Regions from separate parts of the Macaca mulatta genome. Here region 2 is linked to region 1. A link is a contact called in public Hi-C data. All regions are on one chromosome and are shown on one strand. Each heading gives the region's core, a stretch centred on a gene start, on an enhancer-like site or on the middle of the called end of the contact. The rest is flanking DNA. Distances are from core to core; before and after follow the strand shown.

The links. Hi-C and Micro-C count contacts between places; a contact is called where the count stands out from the background.
Region 2: a Hi-C map of fetal cortex germinal zone shows a contact between it and region 1, with 3 times the contacts expected there. The contact joins the promoter of CCDC28A here to the enhancer-like site in region 1. A contact is called at or near these places in 5 of 14 Hi-C or Micro-C datasets (cortical neurons, fetal cortex germinal zone, fetal cortical plate and 2 more).

Annotation. Positions count from the first base shown.
Region 1 is chr4:43,522,547-43,528,750 of T2T-MMU8v2.0, reverse strand. NHSL1 (NHS like 1) reads left to right here. Exons shown (of 7, transcript XM_077999468.1): 5 at 1-1,007; 6 at 1,555-1,687. Among named protein-coding and RNA genes, the nearest start is that of MIR3145, 7.0 kb to the left of the region's middle. Within about 2 kb of position 3,495, at least 7 of the 40 cell types and tissues checked have an H3K27ac peak or open chromatin away from gene starts, as enhancers often do. A contact at or near this core is called in fetal cortex germinal zone and fetal cortical plate, where this site is marked.
Region 2 is chr4:43,872,612-43,878,778 of T2T-MMU8v2.0, reverse strand. It overlaps CCDC28A (coiled-coil domain containing 28A), which reads right to left and starts at 4,899. Exons shown (of 7, transcript XM_002808399.4): 1 at 4,820-4,899; 2 at 4,677-4,818; 3 at 2,303-2,502. The coding sequence starts at 4,899.

The DNA of each region.
Region 1 (6,204 bases), core at 2,246-4,745:
CTGCTCCCCACCTGATTGGTGCCTTTCTCCCCCGCCCACTGCACTGAGCCCGCTTCTTCCAGATTCACCTGTGTCCTTGCCATTGCCCCCACCTCTCTTACCTTTCTCGGAGCCCCCACCCGCCCCACCTCTTGACCCCAAATTCATGAAAGACACCAGGCCGCCTTTCACAAATTCTGGCCAGCCAGAATCCTCCCGGGGATCCTTGAGGCCTCCTTCTACCAAGGAGGAGACCAGCAGGCCCCCCATGCCCCTGATAACCACGGAAGCATTGCAGATGGTGCAGTTGAGGCCGGTGAGGAAGAACTCAGGCACCGAGGCAGCACTGTTGTCTGAACGAACAGCTCAGGAACAACGTACTCCAGTTGCTCCACAGTACCACTTAAAGCCATCTGCTCTCCTGAAATCCCGAAATAGCACAAATGAAATGGAGAGTGAAAGCCAGCCTGCCTCTGTGACAAGCTCGCTTCCAACGCCTGCCAAGAGCTCGAGTCAGGGTGACCATGGCAGTGCGGCCGAGCGCGGCGGCCCTGTGAGCCGCAGCCCTGGAGCTTTGAGCGCTGGGGAGGCAGAGGCTCGGCCCAGTCCCAGCACCACCCCACTCCCAGACTCTTCACCCAGGAGGAAGCCACCCCCCATTTCCAAGAAGCCCAAACTGTTCCTGGTGGTACCACCTCCGCAGAAAGATTTTGCAGTGGAACCCGCAGAGAACGTGAGCGAAGCCCTTCGAGCCGCGCCCAGCCCCACGAGGGGAGAGGAGGGCTCTGTGCACAGCAGAGAGGCAAAAGAGAGTTCTACAGTCCAAGCTGGCTCTCATGCCACGCACCCTGGCACCTCGGTTCTTGAGGGAGGAGCTGCAGGATCCGTGTCTCCCAGCAGAGTGGAAGCCAATGTCCTCATGGTTCAGCCCGATGTCTCACCAGCCCCCAAGCAGGAGGAGCCAGCTGAGAACAGTGCGGATGCTGGGGGCGATAGGGAGAGCTGCCTATCTCAACAGGACGGAGCAGGTGAGTCTGGCTTCCTGGCTTCTCTCTCCTGTGCCCTCTGCCCATATGCAGCTGAACCAGATAGGGCTGTTGAATGCTTACACGTGGAAAGAACCCAGGTAGATCAGATTGGTGTTAAAGCTAACAGTATGTAGACTTCCTGTGCAAAAACACAGATTAAGTTACCAGCTTTGCATTTTGTTATTATTTTTAAAATCTAGACCTAAAGGCATGGCAGAAAATAGGGGGATGGAGATGATCTGCAGCAGGCTGGATATTAAATAGCAATGGGTAACACCTCCCTTCCAAAGAGCCACAAAGAAATGTTGCAACAAAATTTAAGAGAGATGCCGTGGGCGTTCTATACTTTAACAAAGAATGAGCTCTGGCTCTCACGCTAGTGTCATTTCCTCCCTTCTTTGTGAACTATCAAACTACAGACCTATGGCATCTCCCTGCGGTTCTCACATTGTCAGGAATGGCAGGGAAGCAGCATATTTAGAAGCTTGGCTGAGGACTGAAATTCTAGTCACTTGTGCATCTTGTGGGCCTGCCTGCTTTTCCGTAGCTGGGGTGCCGGAGACCACCGCAGCCAGTTCATCCTCAGAGGCCTGTGACTTCCTCAAGGAAGACGGGAGTGATGAGGTGATGACCCCTAGTCGACCCAGGACCACAGAAGACCTTTTTGCAGCTATTCACAGGTATTTCAAACTCCTTCTTTTGACTTTAATCTACTGTGTAATTCCTTCTTTCCAAGCAGCACCTCAATTTACTTTTCTTCCCCAAGGTTTCTTCTGTCACCCAATCATGACTCCTTAACTTTACTGTTGATTTTTATAGTTTTATTTCCTCTGACTCCAATTTCTGTTTTACTTTGTTTCACTGATTTTTATGACATTGGGGACAGAGGCGCAATGTGATACCTTCTGGTATGCGCTGCTCTTCCTGGCAAGGGGTGTAGTGTGGCAGTCATAAGACAGAGGATATTAGCGAGAGTCGGATTAAAGCGGCTGACAGTGCAGTCAGGAGGAGGAATGCTGTGTTCTGTGGACTTAGGATGCACAGACTAGCTCCATGGGACTCTCTTCCTAAAGATCTTTTAGTTTATTCTAATTTTTTTTCGTTTTACAGAAAAACCACAATCATACAGTGCAATTTCTTTGGCTGCTTAAATGTTTCTATAAAAGGGTACGTCCCTTTAAGCGGGAGCAAAAGAATGATTTGTGCTGGTTACTGTATACCACTAGTGCCATCTACTGGCATCAGAAATCGTTGGGGTTCAAAACAAACAAACAAACAAAGGGTAAAATTTTCAAAGTAATGGCCTGAACTGTTTGTACTTCTTATATGTGGTCACCTTTAAGGGTAAATATGATTTAGCACTAAAGTTTTACTTATTGCATCATTTTTCTGATTGTAAACAGCTGAGTACTCCCACAACAGTGTCATTGTAAAAACTGATGACTGTATATGTGCAACTACGTTAAGCTGTAATGCTGTATAAACCTTTTGCTTCCTTCTAGACTTCTTTACCACGGTATTTCCAGGTAACTCTAATGAATGTCCTTATGCTGCTAAGGCCTTATTTTGCCCTGAATGAAGATCCTTTTTTTTTTTTTTTAAACCTCCTGAAACAAAGCATCCTATAGAATCATTTGATTCTGTGTGTGAATGATCTTATGTCAGCACTGCTTTCCCAATTCTTGGACTCTCCCTGAAAAGGCTATTGCATAAGATGAAAAACATAGTGCTGTGCCTACCTGAAGCTCTTCATGTAACACATAAACATCTAACTTGGTGCAGGGGGAACGAAGTAGGTGAATTCATGTGCTCCTCAAGAATCATGCTCTTTACATCGCTCCTCTAGTGTTGGTATAATAGATCCTAAAGACTACCCGCTTTAACATGGACTGGTTTCTTTAATCTCATTAGAAGTAAAAAGGTAGCTAGTTATCCAATTATTTCTCAAAACAGAGAAATGATAAATGATGCATCCTTTGAAACTTTAGTGGCAATTCTAGAAGTTCCCACAGATGTTTCTAACTCTTAACCACGCTGGACACATAAGAAGCACTCAATAAATATTTCCTGAATTAAATGAAACCAACTGGTATTTAACCACTAGAAGATTCTTCCGAGACTCAAAGTATTTCATTTAGTATGGAATGCACTGGGTTGCTAAATATACAGGCATATCTATCTATTTATAATAGCCATCCACAGAGAAGATTGCATTTCCTGGTCATTCTGTGTACTAAATACTTGGTTCCAGTGAGGAAACCCAACTGTTGTAGGTCCAAATTATTGCATATTTTTTTCCCAAAAATATGCCAAAAGCCTCTTCTATATTTTGGCAACCTTCTTAAGGCACTGAAAAATGTGTGGTTTCTCTTACTAGGGCGTTACATCGACTGCAGATGTAGAAATCGGTCAGTTCGTATTATTCAGTGCACGTATGAGAGAAGTAAAAGCCAAGTAGGCCTTAGGAATGGATTGCAGAGAGAGAGCGAGGACACATGCTAATTTCTGTTGTAGCGTTGAGAATAAATTAGCAGACATAGTAAAAATCCATCTACTGTATGTGCTTTTTTAGGCTTTATTTTTATGTCTTTCAGCGCTTAAGCTCATAATTTAAAATAAAGAGTATCTGAGTTGGAACACAGCTTCCAAATTTTATAATGCAAATTAATTCACTTCAGATTTAAAGCCAGATGGAAAATGTAGAACACCAGTTGAGGTGTGAAGTTTTTATATTTATTGAAGTAATTAGTTTTTAAATCAGTGTTAACTGTTTAAGCACTTTTTATAGCCGTCTTCCTTAAAAGTACATATTTGTGTGTGTGTCTGTGTGTATGTATAGGCAAAGAATTTGTACGTTTAGATTTAATTATTTTAGTGGGCACCTGCTCTTGAGAGATGACAGTGCTTTCATAAAATCCCATCGTTCTTCCTTTTTTTTTTTTTTTCTTTTTTGATACAGAGTCCAATTCACTCTGTCACTCAGGCTGGAGTGCAGTGGCACGATCTTGGCTTACTGCAACCTCTGCCTCCCAGATTTGAATGATTCTCCTGCCTCAGCATCCCGAGTAGCTGGGATTATAGGCGTGTGCCACCATGCCCGGCTAATTTTTGTATTTGTAGTAGAGACATGGTTTCACCATGTTGCTCAGGCTGGTCACCCCATCTTCTTTCTTAATTCTGTGTCTACAATTAAAGGTCATAGTTTTAATCAAGTTTAGTTGTGACTTGTTTAATGGATCTCAGCATACCCTCACCATTTAAAAACTAAATTAAAAATTAAGTCACCAGCCAATACCTAAAAGAATGAAATGAGCAGAGCTGCTTTGGGGAGTAGACCATGTAAGTGGTGAGGCCATGTGCTGTAAGCTCAAGTCCTAGCTGTCATACTAACAAGTTACTTTTTCTCAGTTACCTTTTCTGAAACCCAAAGTAGTTGGACCAGACCATTTCTAACGTCTTTTCTCGCTCTACAATTTTGAGATGTTAGGATGTCTGTAGTTTTGTCAGCCGGTCCTAACTCTTATCAGGACACTGCTCTTGTTGACTACTGAGCGGGACCATGAAACCTGTACCATAGGTCGTGTTCTGAGGTCCCAAAGAGTCTGGTGCCCTGTCCACTCTGGCCACCCTTCAGACTCTGTATTGGGTCCTTACCATTTCCCAACTTCTGCTTTAGTGGCATCTTTTTGACCAGAAGAATGGACATGACCCCAGGAACACCAAGCCCAGGGCAGCCAGCATGGGCCCATCTTGCCCTCAGTCTTGCTGTGTAAGCCACGTAAAAACTAAATCCATTTTCTATGTGACATTCAAAGGTTTGTTAAGCACCTGCTCTATGCCTGACCAATTATGGCTATTACTGCATTCACGTGTACTGACAAACTGTGACTTATATACTGTTATTCCCCTTTTTGTGATAGGAAAAATACACAGTCAGAAATGTTAACTTGTCCAAGGCGACGGAACAAGGAAGCTTTAGCAGTGGGAGCCATGTAGCTTCCTTATTTCACTTAATCTTCACAAACCTGTGAGGTTGGTGTCTTATAAGTGAGGAGGCACAGCACACATGGGTAATTTGTCCCAGGTCACACAGCGAGAGGTGGGAAGAGTCTGGTTTCAACTCTTAATCTGTATGTATAGAATCATACTCTCAACCTTTCCCTGCTGCATGTTCTACAGTTTTATAGCAGGAAAAGAGATATACCCACGTCTTTATTCTGTTAACTGTGTCGAGTTTCCTTAAAGCAAGTTGTCCTGCACTTAGCTAAGAAACACACACTGAGTTGTTGTCATGAAGAGACCAGCAAGGGGTCACTTGGTTCATTGGCTTTATCATCTCTTTGCCACTGTCAATGGAAAGCACATTGAACAGTGAGGTTCTTAGAGACTCAGGACAAGAAATATCGACAGGAAACCTTCAACTTTCTTTGATTGCCCGTTCGTCTTCCCCACCCCACCCCACCCCACCCCTCACATTTTCTTGATCAGTGCAAGCTTTGCTGAGTCAATCATGAAGCAGGGTCTGGCACAGAGGGTTCACCTTTGTTTTCTGGAAGGCTGGATTTTAGAAGTTGGCACATGGTCCTGAAAGAGCTGAGGAAGACTGGTCTGATGGCAACTTCTAAAATAACTGAGAATGTGAAGCTGAGGAGTTGTTCTAGGACCTGGAGTGGGGTACATCTTAGTACAGGGGATATTCTGGCACGGAACAAGAAAAGGAAGCGTAGAAAGAAAGGAGGGTCAGCATGTGAAATTCACTCTGGATCAGCCCATCTAGGAGAGATCAAGGAAAACTGACCATTATTAAAACTTTTAGTCCTATCCAAAGTAAGTTAATACAGTGTCTAAGATTTGTTTCAAATAGGGAGGGTGGAGACAAAAGAAGGGTGACCGTAATTCATGATTATCATAAGTGTGTTATGGGCTCATGTGGTCTTGCAATGAGCTGTTCTTTTTTGTGTGGGTGTTTGAAATTTTCAAAGTTAAAAATAAATTATTTGCGGGGCACAGTGGCTCACGCCTGTAATCCCAGCACTTTGGGAGGCCGAGGCAGGTGGATCACCTGAGGTCGGGAGTTCGAGACTAGCCTGGCCATCATGGCAAAATCCCATCTCTACTAAAAATACAAAAATTAACTGGGCATGGTGGCGGGCACCTGTAATCCCAACTACTCGGGAGGCTGAGGCAGGAGAATCGC
Region 2 (6,167 bases), core at 3,650-6,149, 350 kb before region 1:
AGACCAACCTGGCCAACATGGCGAAACCCTGTCTCTACTAAAAATATAAAAATTAGCCTGGTGTGATGGCGCACACCTGTAGTCCCAGCTACTCAGGAGGGTGAGGCAGGAGAATCCCTTGAACCCAGGATGTGGAGGTTGCAGTGAGCTGAGATTGTACCCCTGCACTTCAGCCTAGGTGACAGAGCGAGACTCCGCGTCCAAAAAAAACAAAACAAAACTTTAGTAGCTTTGCATTGCCTGCTGAATATAATCTAATATCCCTAAGAAACCCTATCCTCCCTTGTCTATGCTCTAGACACTGAATCTCTTTAGTTTCCTAGAAATCCATTCTCTTATCTTCTTACGTGCTAATCCTCTGCCTACATTAGCATCCTTCCACTTACTGCCATCTTTGGCACACTACCTCCCACACATCTTCAAGTCTCAGTTTAAATGCTATTTCCTCAGGAGGGCCTTTTTGGAACCCCTAGACTAAATCAGTCCTTATTATACATGTCTGGCATATACCAGGCTCTCAAATGCTTGAGTGATGATGTTATGCACACTGTGATACAGGAAGAGAGAGAAGCAGTTCGTTCAGCCTGGGGCCAACCAGAGAAGGCTTCCTAAAAGTGATAAGTGAGCAAAGACTTAAAGAACAAGTAGCGGCTAAATAGGCAAAATGGGAGAAAGAGTAATTTATCTTTATAACCCAATGCACACAACAAATCCCGATATGGAAGTATATTCAGTACTCAATTTTTACATAATGTTGAATGAAGACACCTTCAACACAGCTGTCCTCACCACAATAACGATAAGATAAATAGGGTATACCAGGGAAGGTAGGGGAGGGGGGAAAAAAGAAACAGACTATCATATGAAAGAAGTTTAGAATAGATACATTGTGGACAGTAGGTCAATAACAGTTCTTCCCAAAGCAAGAGCTGCGTTTTATATATTATATACATTATGTAATAGCTTTGTTACTCAAAGTGCTGCCCATGGCCCACAGAATCAATTTCACTTGTGACCTTCTTAGAAATGCTCATCTGAAGCCCCCCAGCCCACACTGATGCAGAATCTGTATTCTAAAAAAATCCCTAAAAGATCCATATTCACATTTTAAATCTGAGATAAACTATTACAGAGCACAAGGTTTCAGCATGACAAACGTATTTTTTTCTCTCAAATTTAGAAGTTTTCTCCAAGTAAAGTTTCACATCATCAATTAATAACCCTCTCAGAAAACAAACACAAAAGATAAAACAAAAACCTGTTTATTCCTGCTTCAATGTTATTTCACACTCTCACTTTATGTTAACATAATTCAACAATAAAGAAAGCACACAGTGAAATAATACTATGTGCAAAGGCGCACTGTAAGTACTGTCAGGCACACAATGACGATCCAGATAGTCCCGGCTCTCAGAAGCCGACATCTACAAGAGCGTATGGAAATAAAACTACCAGTAAATATGACAATGATACAAACAAACTGCTTTTAAAAATATAGCAAAAGGACTGATTACTTTTAAAATCTCTTGGTTTTCTTTTTCCACCAACTGTAAAGTTATTCAAAATCTGACCCTAATTAAACTCCTCCACGACAAAAACCCCATTCTGATAATTTATTTGAAGGAAATCCTCAAAACTCAAAACTCCTGTTTATCATTTGGTACTCATTGGAATACTTCTTTCAAATGTTCTCTTGTCTTTGGCTATGTCCCTTTTGTTTCCATAAAGAGAGATCTTCATCAAGGCAGTAATCTCATCTCTTATTACGTGTAAACCCAGTGGCTACAGAATGCAACAGGCATTTCCTTAGCTAACTTGCCAGGGTGAGACTGGATGTGAGTGTAAATTTATTTAATAATTAGAAAGAAGATTGACATTACACAACACTTTTTTTCTCTAAAGCTATAATCTTCCCTTCCAAATATCTAATACTGTAAAATACTCACATACATGTAATAGTAACATATAACATAGTTAAACTTGTCACTTGTTTCCTTTAAATATCCTGAATGCAAATGATGTTCACCAAATATTAATAATGACTTTCTAGGTGGTAGAATTTTCGCATTTTGAATTTCTTCTTTGAATTCTTCCTGTGTTTGAATTTTTATAAAAAACACAAATTATTTATACAAAAACAATGACATCATTATTTTTTAGAAATAAAAACTGCAAGCTGGGTGTGGTGGCACACACCTGCAGTCACAGCCCCTCAAGACTAAAAAAGTGTTTTAAGAAGAAGTTGCATCAGGACTTACTTCAATGGCATTTTACTGTGAACATGTAAAATAAAAGAATTCACCTTTTTAACTTTGGTCGCTGTGAAGTTGACTGTGATGCAGGATTTGAAAACCCTGTGCTTTTACTCACTGGAATGGCATTTTTTTTGGCATTGACAACCTGAGTACAGTGGGCACTAAAAGACTTAGGACTCCTCCTCTTCACTTTCCGCTCTTCCATTGTTTTAAGTTCCTTATTGCACCACGGCCAGCTTCTTAAGACCTAAATAAGGAAATAATACCATTATATATGTATGCTATAATATGCAAACATGAAAGAAATTCAAAGACCCATTTCACAGGTCAAAGGAGGATCAAGAATTCCAGAGGGCATAAGAGAAAGTTAGAAAATGGGTCTCTTAAGTTTAATCTACTCTACTATGTACCCATAAGCCCCTAGCAAAATTGTCTGGTAGACAGTTTTGTTGTTGTTGTTTTGTTTTTTTACCATTTTCTTTATTCCCTCATCCTACAAATATTTACTGATTCTCTTCCACAAGCCAGACACTATTGTGGGCACTGGGGAGACGGCACTGAACAAAACAAGATGTTTGCCCTCAAGAAGCCTACATTTTACAAGGGGAACAATATATAAACAATAAACAAATGATCCACATAATATTCCCAGCCTGATTCAAGCTTCAGGTGGCCTTTAGGTCTCTCTTCCAAAATGTATGCTCAAGAAGAACCAACTAGATTCAAACAGATGTATAATTGTCAGGGGGATTTTAATCAGCATTTAAAAAATCAAATAGAAGCCTTACTTCAAACTACTAAACAGAAATCAGTTTCTAGCTAGGGCTAATAATGATTCTAGCATGGTGATCAAGGCAAGTTCTAGAAAATCAAACTTGTTTGTTGCCTATTTTGAATATACTTTCTCTAACCATTTCCAAACAAACATGAATTTTATGATATATATTTGGTTTTACCCGTATCAAAAAAAGTTAACAATGTGAAGTTAAAGAGGGCCCTTCCATGGGGAATATGTGTAAGGCCTCCTAGTTATCCCTACACAATCCCCTTACTTTATGTATTAATCCGCTCTATTTTCTAACATCTATCTATTTAAAAATACCCTTCCGGCCGGGCGCGGTGGCTCCTGCCTGTAATCCCAACACTTTGGGAGGCCAAGGCGGGTGAATGACAAGGTCAAGAGATCGAGACCATCCTGGCTAACACGGTGAAACCCCGTCTCCACTAAAAACACAAAAAAATTAGCCCGGCGTGGTGGCTGAGGCCTGTAGTCCCAGCCACTCAGGAGGCTAAGGCAGGAGAATGGCGTGAACCCGGCGGGCGGAGCTTGCAGTGAGCCGAGATCACGCCACTGCGACAGAGCGAGACTCCGTCTCAAAACAAAACAATAAAAAAACAAGAAAACCTTTCCATATTTTATTTGCGCATAGTGTTAAATTTTTCTTAACGTCATTATTTCATGTAACGTAAGATAAAGAATTTATATGGCTATCTACCTCATCAGGTTGTAAATTGCCTTCTAGAAACATTAGGCCGTTTTTTGCATGTTGTGTTTAAGCATGCCATGACCATTCGAAAAGATTCGAACCCATTGCTGTCGCTTAAAATAATTATTTGAGAAATTCAATGAAATTTTTTTTTCTTTTGCCTGGACTTAGTGCCACTGGCACTGGAATTTAAACCACTCAGCTTAAATTGGCTGACGCTAGACAATCACAACTGGAGCTACAATACTTCCAAAGAAGAGGCTTTCTGGGAAAGGCTCCAGTGCCCAGTCTCTAATCCCAGATACCATTGGGTATCAATCCACTTAAACCTTGGCTAACAATTTTTCTTTTAAGAATAATTTTGGTAACAATAGTAATTCTGGTGTTGTTTCAACATGCAACACAAATGAAAGTCTGAAAGATGACTGAATAGAGACGATGGGATATTAGTTCTCTGAAGAGGCAAGAATCTGTAAAAATTTATGATACGCATAAACACGCTGGCCTGAAATTTCACGATGCTAATACGCATTTGGTGGTACAAGAGAAAAAAAAATCTAGGAAGTAAAGCAATGCAAATAAACCAATGGTGGTCTAAACCACAATATTCTGGGAGCCAGCACTCGCGATTTCCTCGTTTTTGGAAAGTCACATCTGTCACAAGAGCACTGAAACCCTTCTTGTATATCAAACAGCAACGAATGTTTTAGAGAACGCATAAGTAAACTGCTCATAGTTATTCACACAGTGGTTTTAATTGCCAAGTCTTGCCTCCAAGCAGTATCCCTGGAGGTCCCTCTTGACATCACCTCACTCCCCTTCCCCAATCTGCCGAAGCGATGACCCTTCACCGCCCAGTACCCAGCAGTGACCAGAGTGGTGGGAAAGGCCTAAAGGGGCAGGTTGCGGAGGTTCCTCTGCTTCCACTACATACCTGAAGAAGGGTATTGGGGCCCCCTTCCGCAACCCGCAAAGACCCGACAGCCTCAGAAGCCACCGCCGCAGCCACAAACACAGCCCCGGTCACATCCCGGGACCCGCGCCTCGGCAGCTGCCTTTGTTTACGGAAGTGACGTGAGGCACGGCCTCCATGCCCCAAGCGGAAGCCCCGCCTTTTCCTGCTCCCCCAGTGTCACTCTTGTCTCCGCCCTCGGCATTTCATTGTTTCGCGTGTCCTGCCTTTAGCTGTAACTCCAGCGGGCGTGGAAAGGAAGACCCACGGTTGGGCGTGTCGCTTTAGGCTCTGTGACCCAGGAGCAAGACGCAATAAGCAGGTGCAGTGGAAGTAGAAACGGGCAATGCAGTACCTTTCCCGGAAGCTACTCAGCGCTTTGGTGAGTGTCAGATCCCTAAGAACTACAATTCCCAGAATGCTGTTCGAGCACGCCCGAAGGCGGAACCAGAGTGTCGCAGTGCAACTGTTCCTTGGTTGTTTCGGATTGGTTGCCCGGACTTCTCGCGGCTAAACTAACTTTGGCTGGAAGGCGGTGTGAAGAGGGTGATTCTGTTCAGCGACCATGATGCTGAGCCCGTAAACGAGAGTCTGTTACCACTATTAATAGCTATTCTGTTCGGGCCCTACACATAACGTTATATCTAAACCTCTCTACAGTTTTATGGGTACGAGTTATAATCTCCGTTTTACAAATGGGGAATTTGAGGCTCAGAAAGGCTAATTGTTGCAGGTGTCTCTCTGTCGCCAACGACAGTTCTACTTCCACTATACTTAAAGCTTCTGGAGAACGACTTGCAGGCTGAGAGAAAGAGATCTATCTTAAATGAGGGAAGAAATGCACGTTTCATTGCCTGGTCTGGGTAGCCTTTCCGGTGTGGGAGTGGGAGGTGGGAAGGTTTTAGATTCACAGGTCCTTAGATTGAAGGGACTCTGGAGGAACACCACATACCACCGCCGCATTAGCTAATGGGGAAACCATATCTAGAGATTGTATCCATGCCAGAAAAGGCGGAGCAAAGACAACCCCAGTCTCCTGGCTTCTAGGATAGGATGTTCTTCCACCACCCGCCATTTAAAAAAAAAAAAAAATTCTGAAATGTTTTTAAAAGAAAAGCACAGAGTAAACACTTAACGCACCCACTATCCAGAACGAACAGATTTATGAATGAAAGAAACAGAGCATTACAGATAAAGCAGATGTCCCCTATTCTCAGTTCCACTCTACTGCCACCCTCAGGGAGGCAACCAGGATCATGAATTTGATATGTATCTTGCCAATCTAGGTTTCTATACTTAAACTATTACTATGTATTATAAACAATATGTAGAATGGTTTGGGGTATTTTAAGTTTTATATGAATGCTATTATATTTTGTGTATTGATCTGCAACTTGATTATTTCACCAAATTATATGTTTTTGAGAGCTGTCCACATTGATAAATATAGCTAGACTTTATGAAATAGATTTG